2 separate regions of the Ovis aries genome follow, and region 1 is linked to region 2. The links are chromatin contacts, called in public Hi-C maps. All regions are on one chromosome and are shown on one strand. The core of a region is the stretch at or near the end of the contact, and the rest is flanking DNA. Distances in the headings are between cores, read along the strand shown.

Region 1 (5,051 bases), core at 2,319-4,818, 64 kb before region 2:
CTGCCTATTGCAGGACAATGATGGCTATTCTAAACGCTAAGGGAAAAAAAAAAACACACACACACAGAACTGTTTCAAGTACTCAAGACTGACTTACAGACCAACCAACCACCTGGCTGGAACCCTTGCTAGCAGGCATTCTTATAAAAGAAACTTTCGAGCCTCCTTATATTGCTGGAAACTCAGCTGTGCTCCAGACTAGAGCCTCCTTACCTATGCTATGGATTTTTAATTTATTTTCTCTTATTTCATGTACACTGCTTTTTTTGGTTACAGTGTATGATGGATGTGTATGAAAAAAAATGTATCTTTGGGAAAACAATTACAGTTTGTTAATTTGAAGACGCTGGTTTTGACTCATCTTTATTTTTATTTTCATAGCTTACCCTTCCCCCATCCCCTGAATTCCTTCAGCAGTTGGGGGAGGGGTACCAGGGTCACTGTGGCTTTGGGAGCCATGAGGGGCTGCACTTCACTGCCAAAGCCAGAGAAAGGTGGAGCTGAAGCACATGCCTGCCTCAGCCGAAAGGGCTCTGGAGTGACCAGACTTGTACCCCCTGGAAGGCAGAGCTCAGCCTGCTGAACCGCAAAGCAGGCTGAAATGATGACCCTTATTCTTAACTTCTAGTCACAGGTGTTTTCAAATTTCTAAGAAGAATAACAAGGAGGCCTAAGAGGCTGCTTCACAGAACTACTTTTAAATGAACTGAATAGGAATGGGGCCAGTCTCAAGCATGTATGTGGTCCTTCTGATCTCAGCAACAGGCTGTGTAGCTACCATTCGTGTTCACTGGTCACCCTTCCCAGGAAGTGGCACTGAAGGGCGATGGTTGGGAGCTCTGTTGCTGCTCCCCTTGTCTGTTGCTTCATTTATTCCTAACAGAAGAGCCAGGCAGAGCTCCGAAGTTGTTTGGCTTGGAGACTGAATTCTAAGGCACTTTCATAATGTGGGTCCTACTGGAAAGGATTGGCTTTAAGGGGTTTGGTCCATCTACCTGTGGGCCCCACTCAGGCTCAGAACCGCTGTGGAGGCAGGTCCATGAGCTGACCTGCCGGTGCTGGGTCTGTGCCTGCTGTGTAAGTACATCTGTGCCGCCTCCTGGTCAGCGAGCTTGCTCAGGGGCAGAGACGGCCTCCAGAACCTGCCTACAGACTGGATGGTGAAATGCCAGAGGCCAGGGATGGCCAAGTGAGGATGAGGATGTGTCTTAGCTTAAACAGCACAGCCATCTGAAACCTCTAGGATGCCAGAGTTCTGTATGCTTTGACACAACTATTTTAACTTTGGTCACTCCCCCCGCCCCCAATTAAGGGATTTTGATGTTTTGCTGCTTCAGGTGGATGCAGAGTTCACCGGAACCACTCAACGCTGCTCTAACCCTCCCACACCCACCTGGTACAGGGTGCTCATTTATGCTGAGGTGGAGGTAAAGAGGGCAGGCACCCACAGGGAAACTCATTTCATGGAGCTGAGATCTAGTTCTCAAGGCCTCTGCCTTTTTTCTGGACTTATCACCAGCCCTGGCTGGAACGTACTATAGGTTGTGTTTTTAGTAATGTGTGCTGTGAGCTGTCCTCTGTACAATGTATTTTGTAATGTATTTTTCTCATCTACCAAAGGATGGAACAAATAAAATTATTTAAATAGTTTGGCTCTAATCAAATTATTATTTAAAGAAAGAATGGGGGGGTCACGTTCACCTGACGTAAAGGGAAGCACCAGCTCCTGTGCGCTGTAGCTATATAAACACCAACTCTCCAAGAAAATCTTATCAAACCTAGCAGTCCTTTCTATGACCTTACGTTAGGCTCCTAATGAAGTTACATGGTTAAGGGGAAAAAAAAAAAGGCCACATCATCTGGAACCAGTGTTCTGTCTACCAAGAGGGCGAAGAAAAGAAACAAACCTTATCTTGCACGAGTGTACATCTATGTCCCACACAGGGTTTGAATAGCCGGCACACGGCAGCTCCCAGCCTGTGGCTTCAGCTTTAGAGGGCAGAACTGGGGGGGTGGCTAGATAGGAATCAGTCACCCCAAATGTGAAGTATGCTGACGCTTATTCACCAAGCCGACAGGTCAGTGTTCAGATGCCCCCTACCTGATTCTACGCTGGAATGCCAAGGAAAGTTAAGCAGTGGGCCCCTCCATTCTCCAGAATCTGTCAGGGCAACTTATATCATGCTCTGGGGTTACAAAAAAAAAAAAGGGAAAAAATACACTGGCTACATCAGACTTTCAACCTCATGGAAGCTTCCCTGTTTGGTTCAAATGTTCATGGTGAAGACACACTGAGAAGTAAGCTGGGGGAAGGCAAAGGGGGATCCAATCAGTCCTGGGCACCCCCAAGGCCTCAAGAGGGAAAGGGCAGGAGGGCAGAATCCAGACAGGAGAGGGAGCATGCTGATCGCAGCCACGTCACTTAAACTCTTCAAACTTCAGGATGTGTGACTGGAAGAGAAAGATAAAATCTGAGTGGGAAGGAAGGACCGGCCCCCCCAGGCAGTCCACCCCACCCCTGGACAACTTCAGTTTGCTTCCTCTACAGGAATGACAGGTAAATATGCAGCACCCAGGCCGAGGCCGGGGGGTGGCTGCAGCTGAGACCCTGGGGTGGGAGGGAAGGAACAGGAGACACAGGGCAGTTACCTCCAAGTTCAAAGCACCAGTGATTTTCCCTTTGAGGATGCGATGAATAACCTGATTTGAACTCAAAATACCTGCAAAACAAAATACAAGAACAAAACCTTGGTATTTGTTGGTCCGGCAGGAGGAGCAAGGGAGGGAAGCGAGAGGCTGGGGCTGCAGGAAAGGGTTCTGGCTGCAGACCAGCTCCTGCGGACAAGTCTCTGCTAGTCAGAGCTCACTCCCAGCTGCCAGGATAACGTGAGATAATCAGCACTGAAGAGGGAGGAGAGGGGGAGGGCAAAGTGAGAGCACATAAAAGGAAGCATTATACTTGTTAAAATGATTACGGGTATCTGAGATTGCACATTTCCTAATGGAAATTCTGGGGACAGAAAACGGTTTACTCAACTCTGCTCTGAGTTTTGGCTGGTGAAATGGAAGTTAAAAGACAGACAGCCTTTATACCACGACGAGTGAGCATTCCTACCTGCTGGGACAAGGCAGGGCAGGGCGCTGGTCAGACACTCGCCTTTATCCAGTCTGCCCTTAATCAGCTCCTGCCATTCCCACCCCCACACTCTGGGACTGTCTGTATGCATGCAACTGGCTCATATCAAGGGGAGACCTCAGTGCTACCCTCACCCAGGCCGTTTTCTTACTATGAAACATGAAGAAGTCCCTTTCATTTTTCTGAGCCTTACTTTCCCCATCCATATAATTGTACACCTGCCCACCCGGCCTCAGGACCATACTCCACATGAGAGCTGAGCAACCCCCCATCTGGGCTGTACACTTTGGCCCTTCTGACAGGCTTGGAGCTGCTCTTAGAGGGCAGGGGGCTCCTTACTCTGGGCTACCCTCCAACACCCAAGCAGTCAGGTCCGGCCTACAAGACACTCCCCAGCCCTGTCTGCTGCGTGAGTCCCCAAGCTGAGCCTCTTCATGCAATGACCCAAGACGACCTCTGGGTGGTGCCCCCTCACCACTGGGCACAAGCCCATAAGCGTAGCAGGGAGGCTTGGCTCTGCACTTTGAGGAAGCGCTTTTCCATCCTGGTTTGTGTGTGTGTGTGTTTCTTTACATCCACTTCTCCTCAGCCCCTTAAAGCACTCTTTCACCCTTTCACATCTCACTTAAACCCCAGTCTTGAGAAGAGCCAGAGCAAAGAAGTGGCCTCGCCATTTCAAGGTTGCAGAACTGAGGCCCCACAGGTGTCCAGATCTAAAGTAACAACCCCTCACATCATGTACAAAAATAAACTCAAAATGGTTTAAAGACTTAAGCATAGACATGACACCATAAAACTCCTAGAAGAGAACACAAAACATTCTCTGACAAAAATCACAGCAATATTGTCTTAAATCAGTCTCGCAAGGCAAGAGAAATAAAAGCAAAAATAAACCAGTGGAACCTAATCAAATTTAAAAGCTTCTCCACAGCAAAAGAAACCATCAAACAAAAAGACAACGGACAGACTTGGAGAAAATACTGGCAAATGATGCAACCAACAAGGAGTTAATTTCAAAAATATACAAACAGTTCATACAGTTTAACATCAAAAAAACAAACAACCCAATAAAAAATGAGCATCAGGGGCTTCCCTGGTGGCTCGGTGGTAAAGAATCTGCCTGCCAATGCAGGAGACACGGTTTCCATCCCTGGTCCAGGAAGACCCCACCTGCTGCAGAGCAACTCAGAGAAGGCAATGGCACCCCACTCCAGTACTCTTGCCTGGAAAATCCCATGGACCGAGGAGCCTGGTAGGCTGCAGTCCATGGGGTCGCTACTAGTCAGACACGACTGAGCGACTTCACTTTCACTTTTCACTTTCATGCATTGGAGAAGGAAATGGCAACCCACTCCAGTGTTCTTGCCTGGAGAATCCCAGGGACGGGGGAGCCTGGTGGGCTGCCATCCATGGGGTCGCACAGAGTCGGACACGACTGAAGCGACTTAGCAGCAGCAGCAGCAGAGCAACTAAGCTCATGCACAACTACTGAGCCGGTGCTCTAGAGCCCAGGGAATCGCAACCACTGCACCCACGTGCTGCAACTACTGAGCACCATGCGCCCTAGGGCCTGCGCTCCACAGCAAGAGAAGCCACCGCAGCGCGAAGCATGCGCGCAGCTGGGTAGCCCCCACCTGCCGCAACTAGAGAAAGCTGGCACAGCAACAAAGACTCAGCACAGCCAAAACAACCGAACAAACAGAATTATTCTTTAAATGGGCATTAGACCTGAATAGACACTTCTCCAAAGAAGACACAGACGTGGCCAACAGCACATGAAAAGATGCTCAACATAGCTAATTCTCAGAGAAATGCGAATCAAAACCACAATGAGCTATCACCTCACACCAGTCAGAATGGCCGTCTTCACCAAGTTCACAAACAACAAATGCTGGAGAGGGTGTGGAGAAAAAGT
Region 2 (4,765 bases), core at 996-3,495:
GCCGTGGGCATAAAACTGCAGTGTGCAGGGAACTTAAGAAGTTCTGTTTGGTTGGAACAAAGAATTGGATTTCAGGGGGGAGAGGGTGCTGTTGAGAGATGAAATCAGAGAGGGAAGTAGGCAGTGATCTGACTACAGAAGTGTCTGTGCCATGCTGAGCAGTTAGCACTTTGTAAGTGGACCGTTGAGAGCCTATGGGATGGCAAGTGATGCGATGTTTGTGTTTAAAAAGGTCCTCTTCACTGTGACCAGGTAGACAGACTAAAGGCTTCCTCGTGGGCATTTAGAGGAAACCACAGCACAATGCTTGAGTTGACCTATGGTAGCGCTGGTGGTAAAGAATCGCCTGCCAATCCAGGAGACATAACGTGGGTTTGATCCCTGGGTTGGGAAGATCCCCTGGAGGAGGAAATGGCAACCCACTCCAGTATTCTTGCCTGGAAAATTCCATGGACAGAGGAGCCTGGCAGGCTTCAGTACATGGGGCTGCAGATTCATTCGGACACAGCTGAGCAACTAAACAACACATGATGCCTCTGGGCCCTGAGCCACTCAGTCCCCAGACTCTGCTGCTGCTTTCCCACTGGGGCTCGCTGGCTGGTTATCGGGTGGATAGAGGATTTGCATCAGATATTTGCATTTATTTCTAGGCTTCCATTCAGAGCATACCTTTATTCTATCTTGTGCACTGTGTTGGAGTTCTCTTCCAGCAAAAAAAAAAAAAAAAAAAAAGATATATATATATAGAGAGAGAGAGAGAGTTATTTATATAGTTAATTATATACAATTATATAATTATATAATAATTGTTACTACCTGTTTAAAAACTTGTAGTGGTTCACTACTGTATACAGAACAATCGAAACTTTCTAATTCTGGCTTTTAAAATTTCTCCACTTTGGTGCCTGCCCTGCCTTTTCCAGCTTCCTCTCCCATACCACCTCTCCTCTCCTGGTCTTCTGTCCTTTGAACTTCTCTCTCGATTCCCTGTGATGGGAACAAGCCCTTTCTCGTTCCCACCTCCGTATCTTCACTCAGGCAGCTTCCTCCACTGGAAAAGACCTCCTCCATCAAAGTCAATGCATCTTCCATTTTTCTCTTCCACTTGGAATCAATCCAAGAGTAGTGGCTAAGAGTATGGCTTCTAGAGCCCAACTTCCTGCCTTTGAATCCAGGCTTTGCACTTGCCGTCTTGAGCAATTTCCTTAAACTCTTTCTGCTTCAGTTTTGTCCTGTTATATGGGGAACTAATAGTGTCCACCTCATAGGGCAGTGGTGAAAATTACAATGCACTTAGAAAAAAATATGTAATGCATGGTACACTATTGCTAAATGTTAGCTCTTGAGATATTGTTTTTCCCCCTAACAACTCTTTTACATATTCCGGGAGATAGTGAAGGACAGGGAAGCCTGGCATGCTGCAGTCCATGGGGTCTCAAAGAGTCAGATATGCCTTAGTGACTGAACCAACAACATTCTGTCTTGTTAGCCTGTTAAGTATTATTTGTAAACGCATCACTAGGTCGAAACCACCTTGAAGTCAAGAACTCTGTCTAATGAACCTAAATATCTTCCCTCAATGGATGTGGCCCAGTGCTTGAATATAGTAGACACTCAATTTTTATTAAAATACTTTGCTCAGCTTCCTAACATCTTCCTTTGAAGATGACCCATACTCAAAGATGGAGACAGGGGGACCAGGAACTATGGAGCAGGTCCCCTGAGGCCCCTTCTCTTCTCTCCAGGCACACGGCCCCAGAGGCAGGCCTGCCTTCCGTTGTGATTCCCTAACGCCTGGACTTGATCCGGCATCTGGCTCGGGGGACTGATCCCGCATCTGGCTCAGGGGACTGATCCCGCATCTGGCTCAGGGGACTGATCCCGCATCTGGCTCAGGGGACTGGCGGGAAGTTGTAGGGCCCTCCCCACCCCCACCCCGCGGTCAGCAACAATCCAGGTGTCCTCGACACTTCCAACCTGACGGACCGGTCTGGTTGGAAGAGAAGCGGTGATTCGGTGCATCACCGGGCTTCCACGGTACATTTTCTTCAGAAGTATTCTGTGCGGTATGTGTTTTTCAGAAATCAGACGACGAGGTTCCAAAGACCCCCTGGTGAAGGCGCTTCAGCTGCTCGACAGCCCGTGCGAGCCTGGAGAGAACGGCCCGAAGCCCGAGGCGCTGGCGAAGCGCCGAAGCTCCAAGGAGCTGCTGGGGAAGCCGCCGCAGCTCTACGACACGCCCTATGAGCCGGCGGCCGAGGCGGGCGCGTTCGCCGCCGAGGGGCCGGAGCGGAAGGCGAGGTTGCCCCCGGACAGCCACGGACGGCTGCCCCAGGACGACGAGAGGCCCGCGGCCGAGTACGAGCAGCCTTGGGAGTGGAAGAAGGAGCAGATCGTGCGGGCGCTATCGGGTGAGGGCTGGGTCCGTGTCCCGCTCCTGCCTTCTTTCAGCTTCCCTGCTGGAAAACCCCCGCCCGCCCGTTCAGCCAAGGCGCTTTTCTTTGTGTTCCTCGACTGCGAGTTTCTTTTTCCAAGAAATTTGATGACGTGGCGAAATAAAAATTAGGCTATGGTTGAAAGGACAGGACTGAAGAAGACCCCTTAATGTTGCAAGGGGTCCTCTGTCTTTCTGGGCATCTTCATTTCCCTTTATCCTTGCAGTGTGCAACTGTTTGGGAAATGCCTCAAATCACTACGGGAAAAACCTTATCTAATCACCACTAAAAGCTGTCACATTGAGAGCAGCTTCTAACTCTTGGTGCTGTTCCTCCAGCCTGTTCACATTTCTGTTTATAATAAGATGGCAGTAGTGGATCAAGTGGACTATAGGAGAGGTGGTTGGAAAGCAGGAGGAAGCTAGCTTTTTTTTTTTCCTGTCGAAAATCCTCCTAAAGGAACCAATTCTTCAGCTGTGAACTGTTTTTAATAACTTAAGAGGATGAGTAGATTGTCAATAGATATTAAAGGTCAATCTCCCTCCTGGTTCTCCCAAGACATAGTTTTTCTACTTACCTGGCCACCTAATTTCTTTTGCCTTTGTAAAAGTTCGGGATATCTTTTCCCTCTAACAGTAAAGCTGTGCTTTTGATTAAAATTGTCATCAATGTAAAGGGTGAGTGGAAAAGGTAATTTGTTTGATAGCAAACATTTGAGTCCGGTTGGGCTTTCCCTGGGGCTCAGCTGGTAAAGAACCCGCCTGCCAGTTACAGGAGACTCAAGAGATGTGGTTTCAATCCCTGGACTAGGGAAGATCCCCTAGAGCAGGAAATGGCAACCCACTCCAATATTCTTGCCTGGAAAATCCCATGGACAGAGGAGCCTGGCAGGCTAGTCCGTGGGGTCCCAAAGAGTCAGACCTGACTGAGCGTGGGTGTGCACGCACACACATATATGAATCAGGTTTTCTTTTTGTGTGCATTAATTTTTAAAATAATTTTATTCAAGTATAGTTGATTTAGTGTTGTGTTAATTTCTGCCGTATATACAGCAAAGTGACTCAGTTATACATACATATATTCTTTTTTGTATTCTTTCCCATAATGGTTTACCACAGTATATTGAATACAGTTCCCTGTGCTGTTTAATAGAACCTGTTGTTTACCATCCTATATATACTAGTTTGAATATGCTAATCCCAGGCTCCCAGTCCTTCCCTCCCCACCCTCAAGTCAGTTTTTGTTTTATTTTTCTTTATTTATTTTTTGGTTTTGGTTTTGTTTTATTTTAGAGTTATTTTCCACAAATCCCTACTGATTACCAACTTCTGTGCTAAATGCTACTCATTTTCTCTCTTTATCTTCTATCCAACCTAGATGTCATAGCATTGTTCAGACACTGTTAGTAGTTTCTATTTCTCAGCTGATTTTTCTCTCTATTATTTCATAGTGAAAACTTCATTTGGTTTCATAGAACGACACACACTCTTGGAAGGAGTCATTACCTGAGACTCTGTTTAGTCTTCTATTCTAAATATACCAAAAGGACCAGTGTTTTTGAAAGTACGTTCTGAAATATACTGAAGTGGTTTCTCCTCATGTTCTAAAACCATTCTCTGTTAATGAACATCTTGAGGTAAAAGTGGGTACGTGTGGATGCTAGCAGTATGATCTGATATCAAAGACAGCAGGAGCTCAGCTACCCCAGGGCCTTTGTAGTACATTTTAGCTCAGATTAAAGAAGGAGGAAAGTTGCTTTCCTAAGATGAGCCAGACAGGTTCTTTTCTTTGAGGTGTACGTAGGTCATCTCAGTGGCCTCTGATGTTAAATGGAGCCTTCCTTCCAGTTCAGTTTGAGGGCTCTGAGCGGCCTTCTGTCAAGGAGGAGGCAGTGAGGCAGCACCACCGGCAGAAGAGCTGGACCCAGAAGATCTTGAAGCCAGCCCTGACCGACCACAGTGAGGGGGAGCGAGTGGACCCAGCCCTGCCGCTGGAGAAGCAGCCGTGAGTCTCCTCCCCAGACACGCGTGACACAAGGTGGCTGGCAGCTTGTTGAGAGCCTTGGCGGGGCACACTAGCTCATTCTAAGTCTTTCTGGTGTTGAACTCTTGTCTGGGTGGGGCTTATTTGTGAAAACCCATTTTCCAAGCCCAGTGCCTTTGTGCCTAGGGGAAAATGAGGCCCCAGAACCGGATCTCAAATTCCATTCCCCTGTGTAGAGTGAAAACTTTTTAAGTGACTCTAGCCCTGTTAACTCCCTCTGGGGGTGATGGATAGGTTTTGTGATCCGGGATTACCCAGATCTCATTTCGTCTATTTTGAATGGGAAG

The links. A called contact is a pair of places that touch in the nucleus more often than the background predicts.
Region 1: a Hi-C map of liver shows a contact between it and region 2, with 4 times the contacts expected there. The contact joins two enhancer-like sites. A contact is called at or near these places in 14 of 16 Hi-C or Micro-C datasets (blood, hypothalamus, liver and 6 more).

What each region holds. Positions count from the first base shown.
Region 1 is chr1:104,782,003-104,787,053 of ARS-UI_Ramb_v3.0, reverse strand. TDRD10 (tudor domain containing 10) reads right to left here. Exons shown (of 11, transcript XM_060414774.1): 10 at 2,650-2,720; 11 at 1,649-2,451. The coding sequence ends at 2,419. UBE2Q1 (ubiquitin conjugating enzyme E2 Q1) reads left to right here. Exons shown (of 12, transcript XM_060414764.1): 12 at 1-349. Among named protein-coding and RNA genes, the nearest start is that of UBE2Q1, 11 kb to the left of the region's middle. Within about 2 kb of position 3,568, at least 24 of the 54 cell types and tissues checked have an H3K27ac peak or open chromatin away from gene starts, as enhancers often do. A contact at or near this core is called in liver, where this site is marked.
Region 2 is chr1:104,716,896-104,721,660 of ARS-UI_Ramb_v3.0, reverse strand. It overlaps SHE (Src homology 2 domain containing E), which reads left to right. Exons shown (of 6, transcript XM_027975667.3): 3 at 2,082-2,411; 4 at 4,283-4,439. Among named protein-coding and RNA genes, the nearest start is that of SHE, 13 kb to the left of the region's middle. Within about 2 kb of position 2,245, at least 4 of the 54 cell types and tissues checked have an H3K27ac peak or open chromatin away from gene starts, as enhancers often do. A contact at or near this core is called in liver, where this site is marked.